4 separate regions of the Mus musculus genome follow, and regions 1, 3 and 4 are each linked to region 2. The links are chromatin contacts, called in public HiChIP or PLAC-seq, Micro-C and promoter capture Hi-C maps. All regions are on one chromosome and are shown on one strand. The core of a region is the stretch at or near the end of the contact, and the rest is flanking DNA. Distances in the headings are between cores, read along the strand shown. Region 1 holds the start of Tsnax (translin-associated factor X). Region 2 holds the start of Cog2 (component of oligomeric golgi complex 2). Region 3 holds the start of Galnt2 (polypeptide N-acetylgalactosaminyltransferase 2). Region 4 overlaps Egln1 (egl-9 family hypoxia-inducible factor 1).

The links. Promoter capture Hi-C pulls out the DNA fragments that hold promoters and counts their contacts. Hi-C and Micro-C count contacts between places; a contact is called where the count stands out from the background. HiChIP or PLAC-seq counts read pairs in DNA pulled down with a chosen protein or histone mark.
Region 1: a contact with region 2 is called in a Micro-C map of embryonic stem cells, with 4 times the contacts expected there. The contact joins the promoter of Tsnax here to the promoter of Cog2 in region 2. A contact is called at or near these places in 2 of 39 promoter capture datasets (liver and stem cell-derived epiblast-like cells) and 2 of 484 Hi-C or Micro-C datasets (both in embryonic stem cells).
Region 3: a contact with region 2 is called in a promoter capture Hi-C map of liver, with 3 times the contacts expected there. The contact joins the promoter of Galnt2 here to the promoter of Cog2 in region 2. A contact is called at or near these places in 4 of 39 promoter capture datasets (liver, pre-B cells and stem cell-derived epiblast-like cells), 3 of 484 Hi-C or Micro-C datasets (CD4 T cells and embryonic stem cells), 1 of 115 datasets of contacts at active chromatin or transcription factors (intestinal villus epithelium) and 1 of 9 other capture datasets (adipose tissue).
Region 4: an H3K4me3 HiChIP or PLAC-seq map of bone marrow-derived macrophages shows a contact between it and region 2, with 10 times the contacts expected there. The contact joins the enhancer-like site here to the promoter of Cog2 in region 2. A contact is called at or near these places in 4 of 39 promoter capture datasets (embryonic stem cells, liver and stem cell-derived epiblast-like cells) and 1 of 115 datasets of contacts at active chromatin or transcription factors (bone marrow-derived macrophages).

What each region holds. Positions count from the first base shown.
Region 1 is chr8:125,011,641-125,014,340 of GRCm38.p6, reverse strand. Tsnax (translin-associated factor X) reads right to left here and starts at 1,300. Exons shown (of 6, transcript NM_016909.3): 1 at 1,129-1,300; 2 at 727-831. The coding sequence starts at 1,144.
Region 2 is chr8:124,519,463-124,522,162 of GRCm38.p6, reverse strand. Cog2 (component of oligomeric golgi complex 2) reads right to left here and starts at 1,396. Exons shown (of 18, transcript NM_029746.3): 1 at 1,212-1,396. The coding sequence starts at 1,283.
Region 3 is chr8:124,229,998-124,232,697 of GRCm38.p6, reverse strand. It overlaps Galnt2 (polypeptide N-acetylgalactosaminyltransferase 2), which reads right to left and starts at 1,304. Exons shown (of 16, transcript NM_139272.2): 1 at 1,049-1,304. The coding sequence starts at 1,171.
Region 4 is chr8:124,931,315-124,934,014 of GRCm38.p6, reverse strand. The region is part of intron 1 of Egln1 (egl-9 family hypoxia-inducible factor 1); the gene reads left to right. Among named protein-coding and RNA genes, the nearest start is that of Gm46060, 16 kb to the left of the region's middle. Within about 2 kb of position 1,299, at least 3 of the 459 cell types and tissues checked have an H3K27ac peak or open chromatin away from gene starts, as enhancers often do. A contact at or near this core is called in bone marrow-derived macrophages, where this site is marked.

The sequences.
Region 1 (2,700 bases), core at 51-2,550, 490 kb before region 2:
TGGTCTACAGAGTGAGTTCTAGGACAGCCAGGGCTACACAGAGAAACCTTGTCTCGAAAAAAAAAACAAAAACAAAAAAGAAAAAAACACAAAAACAAAAACAAAACTGTCCACACATTAGCTGGGACCCTTCTCTTTACAAGGTGCAACCTAATTCTTTCTTCCTAAATATGAAGCAGTTTTTACTTTGCGTTACTTTTAGCAAATGCAAAGTGGCAAACATCTATATCCCAAAGCCCTTGACTATGGTGGCCTATATTAACATTAGTAAACAGTAAAAAGTCCCACATAAAAAGCATTAAATGTTAAATAATATGGAAATATCTGCCACATTCTTACCAACTGTTCTGTATGTAACATCATCTTCACACTTACCATTTACTAGCACATATATTTATATTTAGAGTGTGTTAGATTGGTTACTAGACTGGCAAGACTTATTTTGAGGTAGCACTCTGCATAGAACAGGAACTATTAGTGAATCTCGTACATACATGTACACTGGTATTCTTGTTCTATTAACTTGGTCAAGTTATCCTGATATCGGAATGTTTAGAATACAGATTTTTTTTTTTTCTGGGCAGACCTAGCACCAACACGAAACATTCAGGAAAACTAAGCCTTACATCGGCATGGACTAAAGGCTCCCTAACCGACCCCACACCCGAACACTACGGCGACACGATTGTTACGGTTATGGTTCTAATTCTCCTAATGGAAACTTACATTTGAAGGCCAGCATCACCGGCGAAGACAAACTGGCATCCTTCCCCTCTCTCCTTTGGTTATGTGGGAAGGTGTCATGCTTCCTCTTCCTGAACCCTCCTGGTCCTTAGGCAGAAAAGAAGAGATGGATGGAGCCCTTGCGATGCCGCGCTAGCACAGCCCAGGCTATCCCCTTCGTCCCCCGGTACCCACAGGGCTCGACCTCTCCAGCCACACACAGGTCCCCAAACTCGTGCACTGGTGCAGGGGTCGCACAAAACGCGGCTTGAGACCCCAGGCACCCGGCTGCGCTCTGGGTCGGTCCGCAGGGTCCCCTGGGGGCGTGCGATGGATGGCACGGTGACAGCCGAGCACAGGGGCCAGGCCCTGCCAGCCCCTCCCCTCCACGCGCCGGCCCCGCACCTTCTTTGCCGTTCATGGCCGCGGGGCCTCGGCTTGCACGCGCAGGGATCGCAGCCGCCGGGCCAGCTCAGCGAAAGGCCGTCGCGGGACGCCGCGCTGAGCCCGTGGGTGACAGCGCACACCACCCTGGTCGCAGTAGGCGGCCGCCGGAAGCGGATCCTTCACGCAGCCTCAGCCGGGAGCTGCGTCCGCCGCGGAGTCCCCTCGGCCGCACACACTTCCGGCCCGTGTCCCACACCGCCTGGGCGGGCATGCGGGCGGGCGCGCTCCTGCAGCAGCGCACGTTTCCGGCCGGGCTCCCGGCGCGCTCCCTGTGCTGCACATACTTCCGGTCTGTGTCCCGGCTTCTCCCACGTCCAAGTGCCTACCCGGCGCTCTCTCTCAGTCGCGCATGCTTCCGGTGTGCCAGGTTGTGGTGCAAGCCGTTGAGTGCCTACCTGAGCTGTGTAGTCCTGTCGCGGGCAGCGGCCTCCTGTCCCCTCGCCTCTCTGAGCAGCCTCCTGCGTCCATGCATGCCCTTGGCATGTGCTGGGTGCGTGGCACCTGGAAGTGTCGCAAGGTCTTCGAAGAGAAGCAGCTTTGGAATAGATGGAAAGTTTGGTCACATTGTCAAGCCCTAAGGCTGTTGTTTGAGCACATGCTACCTCACCTAGCTAGTACCATTCCTTTGAGGCTTCCAGCAGCCCATTAGAGACCATGCTCAATTAAGATTACTTATTGAACAAAGCCCAACATCTTGAGTCAAGTTCAGCCATGTGCATGTTACAGACATTTTAGTCACACAGTCTGTTCTTGTTAACTTAGGAACAGACACACTTATGGAAATGATATACGTAGAATTAGCCAGTGAAGTCAAGGCCACAACAGCATCACAGGAGGGTCTCCCAGCTCAAAAATCAGGCCATAAGCTGTCACCATTGAATCAGCAAAAAGCTAGATGGTTTGGGCAGAGTCCTGCATGAAAAGGCTGTGGGGGAACAACAATGGATGAATGTTGGACACATAACCATCTTGAATTTCTGTGACTTCTGAGCCCACATTCACCAGTTGTCTTAGCGTTTGTATTCCTGCACAAAACATGACCAATAAGTTGGGGAGGAAAGGGTTTATTCAGCTTATACTTCCACATCGTTATTCATGCCAAAGGAAATCAGGACAGGGACTCACACAGGAAGGAACTTGGAGGCAGGAGCTGATGTAGAGGCCATGGAGGGGTGTTTCTTACTGGCTTGCTTCCTCTGACTTGCTAAGCCTGCTTTCTTATAGAACCCAGGACCACTAGCCCAGGGATGGCACCACCCACAATGGGCTGGGCCCTCCCCCCTTGATCACTAGTTGAGAAAATGTCTTACAGCTGGATCTCATGGAGGCATTTCCTCAAGGGAGGCTCCTTTCTCTGTGATAACTCCAGCTTGTGTCAAGTTGACACACAAAACCAGTATTCCACTATTTTTGACGATGTGGGGCTACAGGGATTGCTCAGTAGGTGAAGTACTTGCCCTGCAGGCATACAGGACCCAAGTATCACCGAGAACCCATATAGAACATCACTGAGGAGATGGAGAGATACAG
Region 2 (2,700 bases), core at 147-2,646:
TGGCCCAGAACAGCTGCTGGCACAAGGCCTGCAGGAGGCCTGAGTTAAATGGTGAACAGTGAACACAGTAAGTTTTCTCACCTAAAGTAAAAACAGGCCACGATCCCCGGGCAAGCTTTCTTCCTCCAGACTCTTGTCCCTGTCATGTACCTTTGGCTCTTTTTTTTTAACCCTCTTTCCAAGGTATCCATAAGTCACAGGATGTAACAGGGGCTTTCTGAATCATTATTTCAAGCATCCCATTTGAACCTCATTTATTGGAGATGGCTCAGCAGTTAAGAGTGCTTACTACTTTAACAGAGGACCAGGGTTTGGCTCCCAGCACCCACAGGGCAGCTCACAAGCACCTGTAACTCCAGTTCTAGGGAACCCCACAGTCTTCTGGCCTCTGAGGGCTTCTGCACACACTGTGCACATAAACTCAGGAAGGCAGACACATACACACAAAAAAGCCTTTCACACATGGAAACCTACGTGGGCACAGTACAGAAGTCACATATAAATTAAAATCCAAACACCAAAACCTCAGCGCTTTCTTTGGCCATGTCAACTAAATGCAAATACCAGAACAGAGATAGGCCAATTAAGTCAGAGGGAAAAATTCGATTGTGAAAGGGGAGCAGGGTGCACACATGCAAACACAACACACACACACATACACACACACTCTATACAGTAAGACTTGGACTCGTTTGCTTAGTATTTTATGTGCCAAAGAGACAGAAAGAAATTCCTAACCTCGGAACCAGCTTTGAAATGGTCCCTCAAATCGCAACTATTAAATGGCACAAACTTTTAGCTCACAGTTGCCATTTCTGCCCTTAAGACAGGAGGATCGAGACCCGTCCGGGCTACAACTCAAAACCCTCCCTGTCTCGAGAAAGAAAGCGGGTGTAAATATGTTTGGGGTTGTTTTAAGTGACAACAGCGGAGAGGTACAACTAACAGGCTCAAAGCCTGCGCCGTTCGGAGGCTGTGCCTGCTCGGTGAAATGTTATCAGCCAAGTGTTTTCGGTTTAGATTTGTAAGCAGGGCCGCTGGGTTGCAGCGTGGCGAGGCTGTCAGGTTCCCACTTCTTAATGTCAGAGCGTTTTCAGCCTGGACACCCCTGCCACCTTCCATCCCACGTCCCTGACACCCGCCGGAGCCTCTGGGAACCACCGGGCCTCAGCGTCCGGCCAACTCAGCGGCGATCTGCCGGGTGCCCTCACCTTCATGAACTCGTCCTTATCGAAGCACAGCGTGTCCGGCCCCGTAGGCAGGTTCATCCTGCGTTTCTCCATCACGCCGGCCGCCGCCCCTCAAGGCCAAGACCGCAGGGGACGCGGCAGCCCAGCCCACCCCCAGCGTCCCAGCTCCACTTCCGCTTCCGCCAGTATGGCAGCAGCGAGCGACAGCCAATAGACGAGCGTCGCGGGCGGCTGCGCACTGTTGGTGATAAGAGCGGCGCCCTCGAGCCGGAAGCTCCCAGCCTGGCGCTACTGCCTCCGGGAGTCGAGCGTGGTACTGCAGCCTCACGCATGCACCGAGGCAGCTGGCCTGGGAGAAAAGTCAAGAACCAGGACAGCCTTGTTCTTTTCTCCTGGTGAGGAGAGAAAACGTCACTGCCCTTAAAGATGGTCAGAGGAAAGTGATCCCTTTGTATTTCAGTTTAGACCAAACAGGACACCATCCCTCTAACTGAATGTTGGGGTAAAATTCAGAGACCCTATCGCCTGAGCATGTGCTGGATAGGCTGGACTGCAGCCGATGTCCCTAACATGTTGGTTTGTGTGTAGCAAAGAAGTCTTGCTTTCTTGTTAATATTTTATTCTTATTACCAAATCTTTCACCCTCACAAGTTTAGGCAACGTGAACTCGCCATACGCTGACCATGCTCTAGTAACCCCCAGCCTGTCTCCAGGTCCTCTTTACCCAGGCTACCACCACCATCATAGCTGTCATGGGAAGATATTGTTAGAACACTTCACCAACACCTTATTTAGCGATTCCTCCTGTAAAAGATCAAACAAAGCCCTTCTTGCCAACTCAAAGTATTATCCTCGAACCTAACAAAGCGAACAGTTCTCTGCTGTTATTATTAGTCTGAGAGATGTGGCATTCAGCCTCTCGCTATAATTTCAGAGTGGCAAATTGGAGGTACCAAGGGAGGGACCCGAGGTGCTCGCCAAGAGAGAAACAAAGACTCCTGGGAAACCTGCCTGATTCCTAGAAGCTTGGGGCTAGAACTTGCTGTTCCCTTCTGATATTTTCCTCCATCCTTTATCAAAGAACCTGACTGTGTTCAGCCTAGTGTGCTAACCCTGGAATTGCTGCAAAGATTCAGTGGTGTACTGGCTGGCTTTGCGTGTCAAATTGACACAAGCTAGAGTCATCAGAGAGAAGAGAGTCTCAGCTGAGGAAATGCCTCCATGAGATCCAGCTGTAAGGCATTTTCTCAATTAGTGCTCTGTGAGGGAGGACCCAGCCCACTGTGGGTGGGGCCATCCCTGAGCTGGTGGTCCTGGGTTCATTAAGAAATCAGGCTGAGCAAGCCATGGGAAGCAAGCTAACAAGCAGCACCCTCCATGGTTTCTGTATCAGCTCCTGTTCTAGGTTCCTGCCCTGCTTGAGTTGCTGTCCTGACTTCCTCCAATGATGAACTGTGATCTGAAAGTGTAAGCCAGATAAACCTTTTCCTCCTCAACTTGCTTTTTGATC
Region 3 (2,700 bases), core at 55-2,554, 290 kb after region 2:
CCTACTCAAGATTCTACCCCCTATCTCCCTAAGCCGCGATCTACCTCCATTCTTTTCTGGTCGTGTACTGTTACTCAAAATCAAGTAAGGAGGGCTACAAATCTTTGGAAAAGATAACTATATTTCGAAGCTCGTTAGCTAGTAAAACACCACAAACCCCTCAGGAGAGAATACAACAGCCTAGACAGCACCAACCAAGGCAAGGATCCCACGCTCGCTCGGTGTCCACTCGGTACCCAAGCCGAGATGACTGCCGAATCAGAACCTGTAAGCTCTAAGACTCCCGGCCTCACTACCGAACCCACCAGAGACACACACCGAGGAGGGACTTGGGGTTAGGAAATGCGGACTTGGGGTTAGGAAATGCAAGCGCAAAAGGCTAGGTAGTTCCCGCCGCCGTGAGCGGCCAAGGGCCGAGGTGGGCAGTGTAGCAAGTAGAACGGGAGGTCTGACAGAACCACGGTACGACCTCACTGCCGGGGTGCTGGATGGGGAGGATAGGGAGGGATCACGCCTCTGATCACTGGAGCACCAGGGTTCCAGCCCGACCAAGGTCCCCAAGATCTGGGCGCAAGACGAGAGGGTCGCGGGTTCCAGTTGGGCGGAATGTGGCTCGGGGAGCACCGGGTTTCGGGTGACAACGATCCCCAAGATCCCGGAGCAGGGAGTGGGGCTCCGGGGTGATCTGGGCGGAGTACGGAGCAGGGGGCAGGGAGTCCGGCGGAAGGGTTGTCCCTATGATCCCGGCACAGGGAGTGGAGCGCAGTGTCGCCAGCGAGATAACAGCCTCCAAGATCCTGGCGCAGGGCGGTACGTGGCTCCGGGTGCCCGCGCCCCGCATGCGGGAGGCAAGTCGCTGCACCCAGAGCCGCGGGTGAGCCGGACAGGGCCGGAGCTCGCGCCGCTGGCCTGAGGGCCCGGAGAAAACTTGAGGCGCGCGTCCCGGCCAGGGTCCCCACATCTGCTGCCCCGAGCCGGGGAGCACTCTCGGTGCACGGCGCCTCCCCGCTGCAGGCCCGGGTCGGCGCACAGGCCTCGCGGCACTCACCTTCCTGCCGGCGCCGCCCCCGCCCGCGGCCAGCGCGGAGCCGCCCCCCGAGTACATGTAGTAGGCGATGCCCAGGACCCAGAGCAGCGCGAAGCACAGCAGCATCCGCGAGCGCCGCCGCATCCTCGCTCTGGGCGGCCGCCGGGCAGCCTGGCGGCGCGGCGGGCGGAGCGCGCGGCGGGCGGAGCTCGGGGCGGCGGCGCGGGAAGACGCGGCGCTCGGCGGGCGGCGCTCGGCGCTCGGCGCTCGGCGCCCGGCAGGAAGCGGCGGCCCAGCGGCGGGGTCAGGGAGCAAAGGGCGACCAATCGACGCTGAGGGGCGGGCGCGGGGGCGGAGCCGAGTCTCCATGGCAGCGGCGCCCCGCCCACTGCGCGCCCCCGGGAGTGGCAGGTGGAGGCAGCGGGCGCGGACGCGCGGTTCCCCAAAGACTTGGAATGGGCCAGTCTGCAGAGATCGCCCCGGCCCGCCATCCGTCACATTCACTATTTGGGCAATAGTGGGTTCTTGGGTTTTTATTTTTTATTTGTGCTTTCTCTTTTTTAATATAAGGTCTCATCCTATAATCCAGACTGACCTCGAACTCACCATCCAGCCCATGCTGGCCTCAATCTCGCAGCACTCCTTTTGCATCAGACTTCTGAGTCCTGGGATAACAGGAATGCACTGCCCTGTGGTCTGAACAAGACTAAGACAGGGAAGGTAGATTTCAAGGCGCTTGCTTGTAAGGATGACCCTTCCTGCTCTTAAAAGCAAAATGGAATGGTGGTGGTTTTAAATAAACGTGAAAAAGAGGGGAGATAGATGGTAATTTATGTTTTTAAATCTTTTCGGTTTTTTATTGGTTGCTTTCTTGAAGGAATGAGGTGAGCATAGTAACCCACTTAATAGAGCAGGCAGCAGCGAGTTCCCTGACAGCAGCTCTGGTGACTGTAACCTTGTCCATGACCTTGTGACTCTAAGTCCCTGTGTCTGGAAAAGAATTTCCAGTACTTGAGAGCCTGCAAATATTTCTGAGATCTGCCCACACTGCAGGAGGAAGGAACTCCCTGGGCGGCAGTCTGCCCAATCCTGAACAAAGAGCACCGCAAGCCTTGGGCTACCAGGATTCTGAGCCTCACCTGAACTTCAGACTTCTCAGAAGTGAGAAGGGAAAGCCTCTTAGTTCCACCAGACACCCCATTCCTGAAGACACCCCATTCCTGAAGACATCCCATTCCACCAGGCACCCCATTCCACCAGGCACCCCATTCTGCAAACACCCTTCACAGAAGACAGGTTTCTCATACCCTAAGAAGTTCCGTTCCAAGTACTAGAATCCGAGCACTGTACTGACCAGGGAAGAGATTTGTAAAATACTGAAGAGATGACAGGCTTGAAAACACCCAAGAGTCTTGGGGACAGTCAGATAAGTGGGAACAACTGTTGCCCCTCAGAGGCCTGGGAGTGAAGGGAAAGAAGAGGAAGCAGGACAAACCCCAAAGAGCAGGAAAGAGACAAGCAAGTGGCCCCTCCCCCAGCATAGCATCAGCATCAGTATCTGTTGAAAACTGCAGAGGACAGAAGAGAAAGTCCCCACCCGGAGCCCTGCCTCCAAATGCTTCCTATCTGAGAAGTCAAAGGACAGCAAAACTGCTACTACAAAAGCAAAACAG
Region 4 (2,700 bases), core at 50-2,549, 410 kb before region 2:
CTCTGCCTCCCAAGTGCTGGGATTAAAGGCATGCACCACCACGGTCCAGCCCCTAAGGTTTATTTTAAGGTGTGTAGACTCCTACTCTGTTTTTGTTCCTTGCTGAGAATCAATCCCAGGGTCACACCCAGTCTGAGGAAGCTTTGGAAACTAAATTATAAAATAATGGCTGCTACTTTGGGGTAGCTTTGCCATGTCCCACTCCGCCCCGCCCCCGTGTGACTTCTTTAGCCTTAGTCACACCTGCCATTGGCTTATTGTCAGACTTGTAGACTGACTTGATGTTAATTCATATGGTAACTGTTTTCTCTCATCAAAAAAAATTGCATTTTGAGAAGCCTGTGTTACTTTGGACTTTAAGACATTTCTTGTGGGACCAAGTTTGGTTTGATTTTCTTTTAGTATCTATTCTTTATATATATATATATTGTATTTATATGAATACACTGTAACTGTCTTCAGACACACCAGAAGAGGGCATCAGGTCCCATTACAGATAGCTGTGAGCTACCATGTGGGTGCTGGGAATTGAACTCAGGACCTCTGGAAGAGCAGTTGGTGTTCTTAACCACTGAGCCATCTCTCCAGCCCAAGAATCCATTCTTTTAAACTATGCGTATGTATGTGCAAATGAGTGTTGGTGCCCAGGGGTCCAATCCCCTTGGAGCTAGAGTTGTAAGTGGTTGTGAACTGCCTAACATGGAAACTTGAGTTCAGGTCCTCTGGAAGAACAGTACTCGCCCTTCACTGATGAGCTCTGTCTCTAGCCCCTAGTTGGGTTTGTGTGTGTCTCTTTGTTTGTTTGTTGTGCTTTGTACAGGAGATAACAATCGCCTGGTCTTGAACTTAAGTATATAGCTGAGGCTGGCCTTGAACTTGGGGTGGTTCTCCTGCTTCATCCTTCTGAGTGGGAGCCACTGTGCCCACTTGGTCTGCACAGTGGAAACGACAGACCTGGAAGGTGTAGTCTACTCTGCTTACGTATTTTAAAAATAGCTTTTGTTGACAATGGGTAAAGCTGTGTCATCTGTTTACAAAACAGCTCTTTAGGCCATGTGTGCATATATATTTATTTGTTGTAGAAATATATGCTATATACACGTTTGTGTGTGTGTGTGTGTGTGTGTGACAGTTAGTATGGCCTTAGTCCTTTGTCTTTGGAGATATCACTTCTTTAGAATTTGGATATTGCACGTGTGTATTTCAGCTGTAGAATCTTGCCTGTCACAGGGAAAGGTTGCTGCTTTGTGACTTTGTAAGGTTTACTATTACTATAAATATACCACTAAGCTGTAAACTGTAGGGAAAAAAAGGGAACTGAAATGGCCAGTGGGCTGATGGCCAGTTGTGGCATCGGGAGACCTTAGTACTCATTGTTAGGACAAATAAACCTCAGCTTATCACCTGGCCTGGCCTGTGCTCATCCTGCAGTAACAGTGGGACATTGAACACCATGTCCCGAGCTGTGACTCAAGTCTCAGGAAACACAGAGGATCAAAGTCATGCAGAGTAGGAATAGATCTTGGCAGTTCTAGGGACTCCTTGGTAACAGTGAGTCAAATATCTGCATTGATGGGACTCTGTACTGGAGTTCAGAAGTAGATACACACTCACAGGATCAGTTGTGTGTGTGTGTGTGTGTGTGTGTGTGTGTGTGTCTGGATGAAAGCTCAAACAGGCCTCAAACTTAAATGTAGCCCAGGATGACCCCAAACTTGTGGCAGTCCTCAGTTTCAGCCTCCAAAGTGCTGGTACAACAGATGCGAGCCACCATGCTTGGTTCAATTGATTTTTTTTTTTCTATTTAAAAAAACTTTATATGTATGGGTGTTTTACTGCCATGTTATGCTGGGTGCCCTCAGAGGTCAGGCTGGGCCATTGGGTCCTCCGAGGGAACTGGAGTTAGTAACAATTGTGAGTTTCTGTATAGGTGCTGGAAATTGAACTCAGGTCCTCTGCAAGAACAGTAAATAAATGTTCACTGAGCCACCTCTCCAGCCCAGATTATTCTTTTTTTTTTTAACTAAAAAAACAAGAAACCAAGACAATTCAGTGCAGTGCAGTTTTTGTTATGTCTCCTTCTGGTGGATAATTCTAGAGAGCCATCTCCATGGACACCTTGACCCTGTACATACCAGTATTAGCTCAGAATGGGTCCCACGCCTCCAGTGAACCCCAGACCTATAACATTTACAAGAAAATGTAAGAGCAAATCTTTGTGAACTCTAGATAAAGGTATCTTAGAACACACATACACACACACCACAGATGACCTCTAGAGAAAAACATTGAAGAATTGGGCTTTGTCAATATTAAAATATTTTGCTTCCCTAAGGATGCCATTAAGGAGCCAGTGGCTGTCGGGGGCAGGGGGACAGCCAGTGGGATGGCAAAGCTGGTAGACACAGACCTGGTCTTGCACAGACCTGGTGGTCAGTCCTAGGATTGCACAAGGAGGCAGAACAGAAGTCTCCTGAGAGCTGTCTCTGACTTCACACACATCTCATGGCACCAGGGCACCTAGATCACTCAAGTAATAGAAATACATATTTTAAAAAATATCCCAGTCTGGTAAGGGACAGAAGAGATGGCCTAGTGGTTAAGAACACTTGTTGCTCTTGCAGAGTACCTGGGTTTTGTTCCCAGCACTCGTATGGTGGCTCACAACCGTCTGCGACTCAGTTCTGGGTGATCCGATGA